Regions from separate parts of the Mus musculus genome. Here region 1 is linked to region 2. The links are chromatin contacts, called in public HiChIP or PLAC-seq maps. All regions are on one chromosome and are shown on one strand. The core of a region is the stretch at or near the end of the contact, and the rest is flanking DNA. Distances in the headings are between cores, read along the strand shown.

Region 1 (6,211 bases), core at 3,149-5,648, 330 kb before region 2:
ATCACAGGCATGAGCCTTTGTATCTGTCTTTGTCCCCTGTTTATTATAGGCAGCAGTCATGGGTGAATTCAAGATGAAAACTCTTGAGTTTTGTGACTCAGCTCAAATTTTCTTCTAGTTCTTGCTCATAAGGCTCAGCTGTTGCACTTTATTATGTAAAAGTACATGTAGCTATCTGGGCAGAGTTCATAATGTGTTGTTTCCCTTCCCCGTATCACCACTTATTTTTTTCCCCTGTGGCTTGTTCTTTAAGCCCAAAGGATTTTATTTCTGGTTTTCCCACGGGAGTTTCAGGAGTATCACCTGGACCATTTCCCCAGGTTTAAGAAACAAAATCAGGCCGGGCAGTGGTGGCGCATGCTTAATCCCAGCACTTGGGAGGCAGAGGCAGGTGGATTTCTGAGTTCAAGGCCAGTCTGGTCTACAGAGTGAGTTCCAGGACAACCAGGGCTATACAGAGAAACCCTGTCTCGAAAACCAAAACCAAAACCAAACCAAACCAAAACAAACAAACAAACAAATAAACAAACAAAAACAAAATCAGACAAAAAGGAGAAACACTCTACCAACCTTCTTCTTCTAAGCACCCCCCCCCCACTTTCCTGGAAAAGTCAGCTCATTTGCCAGTAGTTTACTTTTAAAACAATTGTGAAAGTTTACTGCTGCTGTGTGGGAGGGCAAGCGTAGCTGGCTCTCCCTTCTAGAAGGACCGGACTGTTCCTAATGACCTTTTCAAAAGTTCAGTCATTGTTTTCAATCATTGGCGTCGCATCTAAAGTACCAAGGTGCCCGTAGCTTCTAAGCTCTTTTGACGTTATGTGGTAAAAATGACAGTTGCCACTGCTACTGCATTCATCCCTGAGAATTTTCAGCGAGCATAAATAACATGTAAATAAAGTGGGAGGCGATGGAAGATTGTGTCATGGAACGGTCTAAATTAGACCTAGTCCCTGCGGCTCTTCTTGTCGGTTTCAAAGTGGCACAGATGAGGTTTTCCTTCAGAGTATGTAGCTAGAAGAACACTCTCTTCAGTTGGTATTTTTAAAAATGTCACCTAGAACATCCAGCATCATGACTGACTCGGGTGCCAGTTCAGAATGGAGATCTCTCAGCCTTGAGCTAATCTCTCTGGGTTAGACTCAAGGGGAATAAGATAAGAATTTGCAGACATAAGGGCAGGGAGGTAGTGGGGGGAGGGTAATAACACTTGCCTTGATGCAAAAGGGTACTGTGATGTGTGTGCACGCATGCACACACTCTCTCACAAACACCACATCATACGTGTGTACTCTCACACATATATGACATATAGATGCACAATGATAATAACCAAGATAAAAATAAGTACAATTCATAGGCACCAAATGCTCTGTGCGTTCAGCACTCCTTCCATCTCCTTAATGAATTAATAAGTTGCCTCCTGATCTTTGCTTGGCTTCCCAAGTTCGCTGGGTGCTATTACAGATGGAGCTGGTACTGTCCGTGAAACCCATCCCCTGCTTTCAGGTCAGCGAACGTGTCTTAGGATGACGACAGAAATAGTTTGGAAGCATTCTCCCCACCCCTTTTCCTGGGGTCAGTTGGGAATGTGGCATTGGCGTAAAGCTTCAGATCTTAAACACAGAGTTCCTCCGTAGTAGTGTGTACACACCGTTGACAACTGCGGAGAGTACCTGTCTGCTATGGATGACTTTGTCCCTGTTGCCTCTCTTTTCTTGTGGTTTGTATTTGACTTAGCGGTATTTGTTGTTCTGGATGTCCACAGTTTCACAGAGCCAGCTACATCAATGCCCTAAGAACAGCCAGGAAAAGCTTTGTGAAGGTTATCTATCCTATTAATTTCTGGGAGTTAAATTTTGCTGTAAACTTGAGTAAGAAGCATACAAGAGGTCTGTCAGATTAGTTTAATAGGAACTGTTTCCATCCTTCTTGTTTGCTTTTTAAAATTATTATTATTGTATTTTTATTGGCTATTTTCTTTATTTACATTTCAAATGTTATCCCTTCCCCCCAGAAGTCCTTATCCCATCCCCCCTGCCCTGCTTCTATGAGGGTGTTCTGTCAGGTCAATTGGTCTGTCAGGTCAATTTAATCAGGATCTGTTTCCATCTTTTTTTGTTTGCTTTTTAATTTTTTTTTTAATTATTTTTTGACTCCCTCCTTAATTCATGAGATTCTAGTTCAACAGTTCTCAACCTGTGGGTTGTGATCCGACTGGGGGTCGCATAGCAGATATCCTGCATATCCGATATTTACATTAGGATTCTTAAGGGTATCAAATGTACAGTTCTGAAGTAGCAACAAAAGCAATTGTACAGTTGGGGGCCACCACAACGTGAGGAACGGTATAAAAGGGCGGCAGCATTAGGAAGGGTGAGAGCTGCTGCTCCATTCAGATCTACTTAGAGCCCAGCCATCAAATTATATGCTATTTCTTCAGGCAAGTCACACTGAACACCTAGTCTCAAAGTAGAAACAAGAAAAAAAACCATGGGTGTAATTGACCACAAATTGATACCGATTGTGCTGGTTTGCCATTAAAATGGACATTGATTCTCTTTGGGGTTTGAGTCAAAACTTCTGGCTTTGTTCACTGATCCATAATTGAAAATAATTTCTTCCTCCGGTGGTGAATTCTTCTCCCACCCCTGCCTCAGTCCAGGATTATTAAATTCAAGTCACATGAAACAGCACTAATCTGTCCCGGATGAAATTTTGGAATTTTTTTTAAATCCTCAAACGGCTTGAGTTTATCTGAGGCTCGGAAGAAAATGAGGAACTATTAATACCACAAGGTTTCCTTTGAAGGAAGAATAAGCGGGTTGTTTTCCTCTTACATAATTAGCTTTCAGCCCTGGGTGAAGGAGCTGTCGATGGCTACTTTTCTTTATCTTAAATGTTCTCTCCCTTATTTCTGATGGGGAAATGAAAACGTTAGAAGGCAAGCACTGTGTTCATACCCCAGCTTTCAGCATTTTTCTTGGGAAATGCATACAAATAAAAGGTGTCCTTGCCTTCTAACTTCTGTATTCAGCCCCTTATGAGACTCTACACCGATATGGTTTGCCTCTTGGGGAATCTGGGCCCTGGGAGTCTTTAAATGTGCCTAGAAGGATTTTTAATTTTTTTTCATTTTTTCCCCAAAAGCTCCACAGGCATTGCACATTTCTGAAAATAAAACTGCCTTCATTAACTAGAATGTCATGGTATTTTTTTGCTTTTGATTAGAGTCAAATTAATTCAGTTTGATAACATTGATTACAAGCTGATCTAAAGCTGTGATTAGAGCTTTATATATCTTAGATGATTAAATGTGGAAATAGGTTAATTATGTCTTAATAAATGCAGTTGACTTGATAGAAAGAAACTTATGCAACCCGAAATTAGGCAGAAAAGTATGACAAAATTTCAGAAATTCCTGTATACATCTTGTACAGACAGAGTGGTAAGACCAATGAAAATTTCAAATGTATCTATTTTAGAAATCTTCTGGAATCATAAGATTCAATATATTTATTATTTTTGGTCACCTTAATGTGAAAAATACAAAATCAAATTATTTATTCTCTGTCTCTGTCTCTGTCTCTGTCTCTGTCTCTCCCTCTCACACACACAGAGACACAGAGAGAGAGAGAGAGAGAGAGAGAGAGAGAGACTGACCTAAACAATAAACACAACTGTACAAATATTATATTAAGAAACAAAAGAAAAATGTAATTTTCCAATTGCTGAAAGTCAGCAGATGCTATCTCATGTGTGAACACTTTGCACGGGCAGTTGAACCAGTTTGGAGGGTATAAATAGAAGCACACCAGATTTTCTGATCTCATATGAATCATTAGTCTTGTTGAAAGCCATCTCTTTGAGGAAGCGGACAGTTTGCGTCCCTGAGCTAATGCTATGGGCGGGGCGGGGTTGGGGTTTTCACAATCCTGCTCTGATCATTGTGGCTTTGGGCGTGACTTTTGTGACTCACCTGGCTCCGGCTGCTTAGACACACAGCCCAGAGTTCATGTCGCTGAAGGGCACTGGCTGTGGATCATTGTTTCCCCAGGGTATGCCCTTTAAAGGTTACTGGTGAGGAGATGGGAGAGGCTTTGGGGTTCAGCAACACGTGACTGCGTTTAAGCCGTATTCCTCTCTAGGACAGTAGCTCTAGAGGGGATTGCAGAGTATTTCTTCGCTCTATGGAAATGTTGAGCTGCTTCTGTCTTCATGCAGAACTCGGAGACATCAGAGTGTCAGTTGTGGAGTTGCGTGCGTGATCGTGGCATGCCTAGCAGAACACATTGCTCAAAATAAATGACAGTGGCAGAGGCTTCTTCACGTACCCAGCGTCCTCGAATGTAAAAGAGTTGTGGGGCAGATGGCCTTTATAGACCTCTTAGGCACTAATTAACTTTCTGTAGCTCTACGTTTCCTTGAATAGCAAACATTGGGATAAAGATTGGCCCGGGTACAGCAGTCTGATGACGCTGACATCGGATTGTTGGCATATTTACAGGTGCGGGAGACTTTTATTTGGGATTGAGGAAAGCTAGTGCCTAGTTTAACAAAGGGAAGGAAGGGAAGGAGAGGGAGAGAGGAGAGAAGAAGACGTGGAAGACCAGTTTTGTAGAGGAGAGCAGTTTTGACCCTTGTATGTTTCTATTCTGGATCGTTTACCCCGGGGGACTTTAAAGCTTAATGATCAGATCTTTAGCTGTGTGACTTTCCACTGTCCATGTCTTTAAAGCTCTAGGCTTCTCATGTGGTTTTCATTCCCAGTTATCTCTCCCACATAAGACCCGGGGGGCTCTGCTTCTGTGAATGCTTTGCTAGGTAAGTCTCGCTAAACTCAGCTGCCATCTACTTAGAATTTAAGCAAGACTTATTGCTCTGAGCCTCTCTTATAGAACCTTTTCAATACCCTCAATGATTTATTCTCCCCCTTATTTTATGGGACCAAGAAGTGGAGGTTTTGTTTGTTTGTTTGTTAGTTTTTGTTTGTTTGTTTTGAATGAGTAATTTTCCTGCAGCCACACAATGTGGAAAAAACAGGATTCGGATGAAGTGAGTTCCGCGCTTCATCTTTCCGCTGTGATTCGCTTCCGTTGGCGGCGAGGGTGGCCACTTCCGGCTTTTTTATCCTGTGCAGAGCACAGGACCAGCAGATCGCCCTTGGCCCTCAGTTATCCTCAGAGGTGGAAGGGAGGGTGGGATAGTGGGGAGTCCTTGCCAGCTTCCCCAGGAAAGCAGAAATATACAACCTGAGATCCAGGCTAGAGATTTAAAAATAGATAGGCACAAAGCAAAAAACCGTGCACCTTTTACAAAAGCACATTCAAACCAGATGTTGTAGGTTTCTCAGGTTGAATGGATCCTCTTGGGAGGGGCTAGGGGCGGGGAGAACAGCTATAAGATGATAAGAAAGGATTACATAAAACAGAGGGGGTGACATTGTGAGGTGAGCTTGGAAATGTAATCAATACAGTCTTCTCTTGCAAAAAAGGAAAGGGAATAACAAAACCACCATTAGGGCCCAGAAAACCATGCAAGAACAAAACAAAACAAAACAAAACAAAACAAAACAAAACAAAACCCAAGAAAACATGCATGGAAGGGCTCATTTTAAAATTAATTAATTAACTTTACAATAGCAGTCCCCTTTCTCCTGGTTCCCCACCACCACCACCACCACCACACACACACATAGTCCCTCTCCTCACTTCCTGCTTCTGAGAAGGGTGAGACCTCCCTGGGTATTGCCCCACCCTGGCACATCAAATCACTGCAGGACTAGGCACATCATCTCCCACTGAGGCCAATCGAGGCTACCCAGTTAGGAGAGCAGGAACCACAGTCAGGCAACAGATTCAAGGACAGTCCCTGCTCCAGTTGATGAGTGACCCACATGAAGACCAAGCTGTATATCTGCTACATATATGAGGGGAGGCATAGGTCCAGCCCTTGCTTGCTCGTTGGTTGGTGGTTCAGTCTCTGGGAGCCCCCATGGGACCAAGTTCGTTGACTGTGTTGGTGCCTGGGTAGGCTTTATAGTGAGCATCAGCCACACATAGACATGAGCTTAGCTCCACTGGATATTTAGGCTCTGTCTTTTTGAGGCCTCTACCACTCTCACAGCAAGTGAATGGGAACAGACCCAGAATTTTATGAATGACAAAAGGATAGTGTTACCTTGCAGATGGCAAAGCTGAAGTTCTCCATGCGT
Region 2 (5,621 bases), core at 3,103-5,602:
TTATTACAAGCCCCAAAAGGTTAGAAAATATTTCTGGATGACACAGCTTATAAATAGAGTTAGGATTTTACCAAAGCCCAAATGGTAGCAAACAAAGACACCATTTCCTCTCCCCAAAGCAAGATCAACAGAAAAGGTGACCAATATGTGGTGATGTACACTTATAATCCCTGCCCTTGGGAAGGCTGACTGATGCAGGAGTATTGAAAGTTCAAAGCCAGTCTGGGCTACATGGTGAGACCCTGTCAAAGGTAGAACTAAGGACGTTCCCAACGCCAGCAGCCTTACCTTTATGTATAGTACCCCTCAATTTCTCCACCTCATACAAATGGGGGTATCTAATACATGGGGCAAAAAATTCTCTCTTTTTTTCATGGTAGGTTAGGTTATCTTAGATTTCCATGGCTATGGTAAAGGTCATGATCAATACTGGGCGCACGCCTTTGATCCCAACACTCAGAAGGCAGAGGCAGGCAGATCTCGGAATTCCAGGTCAGCCTGATCTGCAGAACAAGTTTCAGAACAGCCAGGGCTACACAGGGAAACCCTGTCCCAAAAAGAACAAAAACAAACAAGAGATCATGATCAAAAGCAACTTGGGGAGGAATGGGTTTATTTCATTTTACAGCTGTAGTCTTCCTGAAGGGAAGTCAGGGTAGGACCAGCAGGCAGGAAGTGAAGCAAAAGCCAGAAGAAATGTTCCTTACTGGTTGCTTACTGCTTAGGCTTGCTCATCCTAGGCGAGTTTGGTTTGGCTTCTTACATGCCCTAGGACTACCCATCCGGGGCGCCACCATCCACAGTGATCTGCAGCCTCCCACATCAATTACTAATTAAAAAAAAAAAAATCCCCTGCAGACTTGCCTATAGGCAACTTCATAGAGGCATTTCCTCACTGAGGTTCCTCCTCCTTGATAACACTAGCTTGTATCAAGTTGACTAAAGAAGAATATACATATACATCATATACATATATATCATATACATATATATCATATACATATACATATACATATACATATACATATACATATACATATACATATACATATACATATACATATACATATACATATACATATACATATACATATACATATACATATGGATGTCTCTTAAAATAGTTTATTAATTTCATTCTCTAATGTTAAAAGTCTATAAATTATTAATTTCATTCTCTAATGTTAAAAGTCTATAAATGCAGTAATCTATCTGTCTCAACCTACAACCTATTGTACCAACAGAGTAATTACTGAAGAGTCTACTTCAAATATCATGGACCTCAATCTAACACAAATACTTACTATGTTGCAACTTGTTTTCTAGTTTAGTATGTGAACCTCTCTCTCTCTCTCTCTCTCTCTCTCCCTCCCTTCCTCCCTCCCTCCCTCCCTCTCCGTGTGTGTGTGTGTGTGTGTGTGTGTGTGTGTGTGTGTGTGTGTGTGTATGTATGCATGTATACTAACATTCCTTGATAAATGCTTCCTGTGGGTGGACATTTAGGCTTCTGTAATGTCTCCTTATTGTTCTTCTTGCTATTAGGAAGCAGCCGGGAACAGCCTGTACATCTGGCTTTGGAAATGTGTGCACATTTGTCTACAAAATAAATTTAGAAAAGCAGAAATGGTGAGTCAAAGAATCGAACATTTTAAATCGTTACAACATTAATTGTGTTGTGCCATACTTTGCCAAATTAATTTTAAATGCTCATGCCTTTGTGTCCTCCCAGGAGAAACAGTGCACAGGGTATTGGTAAGGATCTTAGCCAAATGTGGACCGGGGATGGGGGGTGGGAGGGGGTAGAAATCATCAAATTTTAATCTTTGCCAATCCCATGGGAGTCAAAATAAGTGAGTCCCTGAATTTTCTTTAACTATCAGTGAGCATGATCCTTGTTTATGAACAAAACATGCTTTCTATACATGGCCTCCTTCTCTGTCCTTTCTTTAAGTGGCCTCCCTCTCTGTCCCCTCTTTACCTGGCCTTGTTACAAATGTTGCCATATTTTCTTCCCGGACCATCTTACCTCTGGTTTCAAGCATTTTTTTTTTTTTTTTTTTTTTTTTGGCTGTAAGCAAACCTGCTCTCCTTCCCTTTACTGTTCTAATTCTCACTCTGTGCTCTACAGAGCTGTACCTGGTTCTAAGATTTTTCTTAGTTCCTGAGAGTTTTGCTCTCATGCTTTTATAGATCCACATTTTTTTACATTGAAACATTTGATCCTTCTGGGATTTATTTGGTGCAAGGAAACAGGAATCAAAGCTTTCCCGGGTGAGGCAGTTACTCACACCAGGAAAACACTCTGAGTACAACCAAAACCTCGATGGCGCATGGAAAGCAAGTGATCGCTGTATCAAGGCTAGGCAGTTCGCCGCCATGTTCACCATCTCCCTCAGCCTCCACTATCTGGCTGCCTCATGCCCTCAGCCTCCACCATCCGGCTGCCTCATGATGACCTCATGGTCTGTGCAGCTGACTGAGTCAAGCCTCAGTTTACCTCGCAAGTGTGCCGACATCGATCAACTGAATGCATCTTCATTATTTTCCTACTTTAGGAATTCTTAACTTTTTAGAAATACTGATCGCATATATGATATATGTTTCTATCCTTGTTCTTGCTCTTTTGCCCCAGCCTGAGTCAATGCCAATGTCTCTTACTGCCCTGCTTCCTATCAAAGCATCTCATTACCCACTCATTTACAAGCACATAGCACGGCCTTGATGCAATCCACAAAAAGAACATTGGAATATGTTCTTATATGTGTCTGTCATGAATTCAGCTGTTTGTCCCTGCATTAGATGTTTCCTTGCCTGTGTCACCACGTTAAGAGTTCTTCTGACTCCTCCCCTGAGAGATGAGTTGACATCAGAAGGTTGTCGACAAAGACCTAGTCACTGACAATATTTTGAGAGCAGAAAGAAAAATGGTAATGGTGGATTTGTATAATGAGAAGAGCCTTGGTGAATGACAGTACCACACAAAGATAGTATCTTACACTGGAGACGCCAGGAAGTCTGACAGTTGGCTCCATGTCATTCACCTGGGATATGTAATATTATTAGATCATTAGCCTCTCGGCCTTTGCCCAAAACCTGCTCTTGTTTCTGAGCCAGCAGTGTCAGCACCCACAAAGGCCTCACCATTCCAGTCTCTGGAGTCCCTGTGCAAGGACACCTCTGAACGAGGGACAGAAAAAAAAATCATTAAGCAACTTCTTGTTGTTCAGTGGCTGAAGAATGCATAGGTCCAAATCAATCAATCAATCAATCTGTCTATCTATCTATATCTCTCATTTGTTCTCTCTAGTTCTTTCCTTCTCTCTCTTTTCTTCTCTATTCTATGCTGAAATAGTGCCTGAAAGAAAATGAAATGTCAAACAAAAACAAATATATTGTGTACTGGCTAGTTTTGTGTCAACTTGACACAGCTGGCGTTATCACAGAGAAAGGAGCTTCAGTTGAGGAAATGCTTCCATGAGATCCAATTGTAAGGCATTTTCTCAATTAGTGATCAAGGAGGAAAGGCCCCTTGTGGGTGGGACCATCTCTGGGCTGGTAGTCTTGGTTCTATAAGAGAGCAGGCTGAGCAAGAAGCCAGGGAAAGCAAGCCAGTAAAGAACATCCCTCCATGGCCTCTGCATCAGCTCCTGCTCCCTGACCTGCTTGAGTTCCAGTCCTGACTTCCTTTAGTGATGAACAGCAATGTGGGAAGTGTAAGCTGAATAAACCCTTTCCTCCCCAACTTGCTTCTTGATCATGATGTTTGTGCAGGAATAGAAACCCTGACTAAGACATTGGTAATACACTGTCAAATTATTGATAATATGTAACAAGTATATTGACAATATATTGATAAAAGCCAAATTTAGAAACTAAAAGCAGGTGGTCCCTCTGTTGCTGTTACCACTGCTCTCTTGCAGTGCAACTCAATAAGCTTGCAGGACAACCCAATAAGCCTGTCCAAGGAAGAAAGAGGGGGAGGGAAGAAGGGAGGGAGGGAGGAAAGAAGGAAATATTTCTCTTAAATGGGCCTTCCAGACTATGTAAATGCAGATAAAATAAACGGGTGGGGAGATACTTAAATTATAAGCAACAAAAATGTCACAAATCTACTAAATTAAGAAGAGACTATTAACTTGAAAACACATTCTTTTAAGAATTCAACAGCTAAGCTATAAAAGTATAATTACTATCGACAACAAGTTTCCTTCACCGAAACCAGCTCAATGTCATAAAAAATTCAAGTTATGAATCTTGAGAAATGTATTTTCGCTCTCTTACTGTCTGGCATACAATTACTCATTCCTGTTTGCTCACCGTGAGGCCAAGATGAGATCACCAGGAGCCAGCTAGCTTAACCCCCTCCAAAGATGATGGAGCAGGAGTAGCAGGAAGCTGGATTGTAGCATGCAAGGTCACAGTGAGTCAGCCAAACATCAGATCTGCCTTTGTGGTGCTTTGAAGATTCATGTCATCTCCCACAAGCAACTTGACAGAGTCACCTCATCTTGCAAAACCCTCAGGAGTGGCTCTTTGTGCCCCATGCTCCATGGCATCTTCCATGGAGTGTTCCCCAATTCTGCTGTCTTAGAAGGCTGACTGACATGGGCTCACCTGACTTCTGGTTCACACTTCTAGTTAAGTTTAATCCAGAGAGAGACGGGACAAGCTTATGAAGGCCTGAGGATGATTCTAGAACTTCTCTCTCAGGCCAGTGTCCTCCTGAAACTGACCAGAGCACCATGTAGGTAATTTTCTTTCCTTCACTTCACCACTTCAGGCCTTAAGTGTGTATATATGTTTGTTAGTGAGTTCTCTAGAATAACAAAATAGTATTGAAAGAGAGATTAAGAAAGGGGGAAGAGGAGGGAGAAAGAGAGGCAGGGAGAGGGAAAGAGAGAGGGAGGGGAGAGAGAGACAGACAAACAGACACAGGCAGAGATATTGTTAAATCAGCTTACTTTTAAATAGTAACAATAGCAACCTCACACCAGAAAGGTTAAGAGCCCTATAGTTACTTAGACCTTAAGACTATGTCCCAATCTACTGCCAAAACTTGGAAGGCTCTGAGAGATAGACCTGCTGGTCCTTGGCCAATGATGGAAAGAAGGAAATGCTGTTTCTGATACAAGCAAAGCAGTCGAGGGCAGCAGCTAGGGCACACAACTCTGTGGCAAGAGGGAAGGCCAAGTGAATGAAAAGCAAATATTCTGTCTGCCATGCCCCCTTTATCTGGGCTGCCACTCGGAAGTGCTATGCATGTTTGGGCCGGGTCTTGTCACACCCATTAAAGCAATCAGAACAGTTTCCCTGGTGAGGCTCCCTACTGAGTCGGTTTTAATTTGGGGCAAGTGGACCTTAAAGCCAGTCATGATGGTCTCCTAGAGTGCCTGAAACAAACGTCAGAACAACAGAACTGTGTTTCATCCTTCTAGGGACTGGAAGTTTATAATTAAGGGACTAGCAGAGTCTCTCTCTCTCTCTCTCTCTCTCTCTCTCTCTCTCTCTCTCTCTCTCTCTCTCTGTCTCTCTCAGGCTTTCTTAGCTTTCCTAGCCATTCACCTTGCAGTGTCTTCCGGTGTCTCTGCCATGTCTCTTCTCCTCTTATGAGGATACTACAC

Evidence for each region. HiChIP or PLAC-seq counts read pairs in DNA pulled down with a chosen protein or histone mark.
Region 1: a FOXA1 HiChIP or PLAC-seq map of pancreatic cancer cells shows a contact between it and region 2. The contact joins two enhancer-like sites. A contact is called at or near these places in 1 of 484 Hi-C or Micro-C datasets (cortical neurons) and 2 of 115 datasets of contacts at active chromatin or transcription factors (effector CD8 T cells and pancreatic cancer cells).

What each region holds. Positions count from the first base shown.
Region 1 is chr8:34,620,593-34,626,803 of GRCm38.p6, reverse strand. All of the region lies in intron 1 of B930018H19Rik (RIKEN cDNA B930018H19 gene), which reads left to right. Among named protein-coding and RNA genes, the nearest start is that of B930018H19Rik, 17 kb to the left of the region's middle. Within about 2 kb of position 4,398, at least 157 of the 459 cell types and tissues checked have an H3K27ac peak or open chromatin away from gene starts, as enhancers often do. A contact at or near this core is called in pancreatic cancer cells, where this site is marked.
Region 2 is chr8:34,286,797-34,292,417 of GRCm38.p6, reverse strand. No RefSeq gene overlaps it. Among named protein-coding and RNA genes, the nearest start is that of Gm29243, 73 kb to the right of the region's middle. Within about 2 kb of position 4,352, at least 36 of the 459 cell types and tissues checked have an H3K27ac peak or open chromatin away from gene starts, as enhancers often do. A contact at or near this core is called in pancreatic cancer cells, where this site is marked.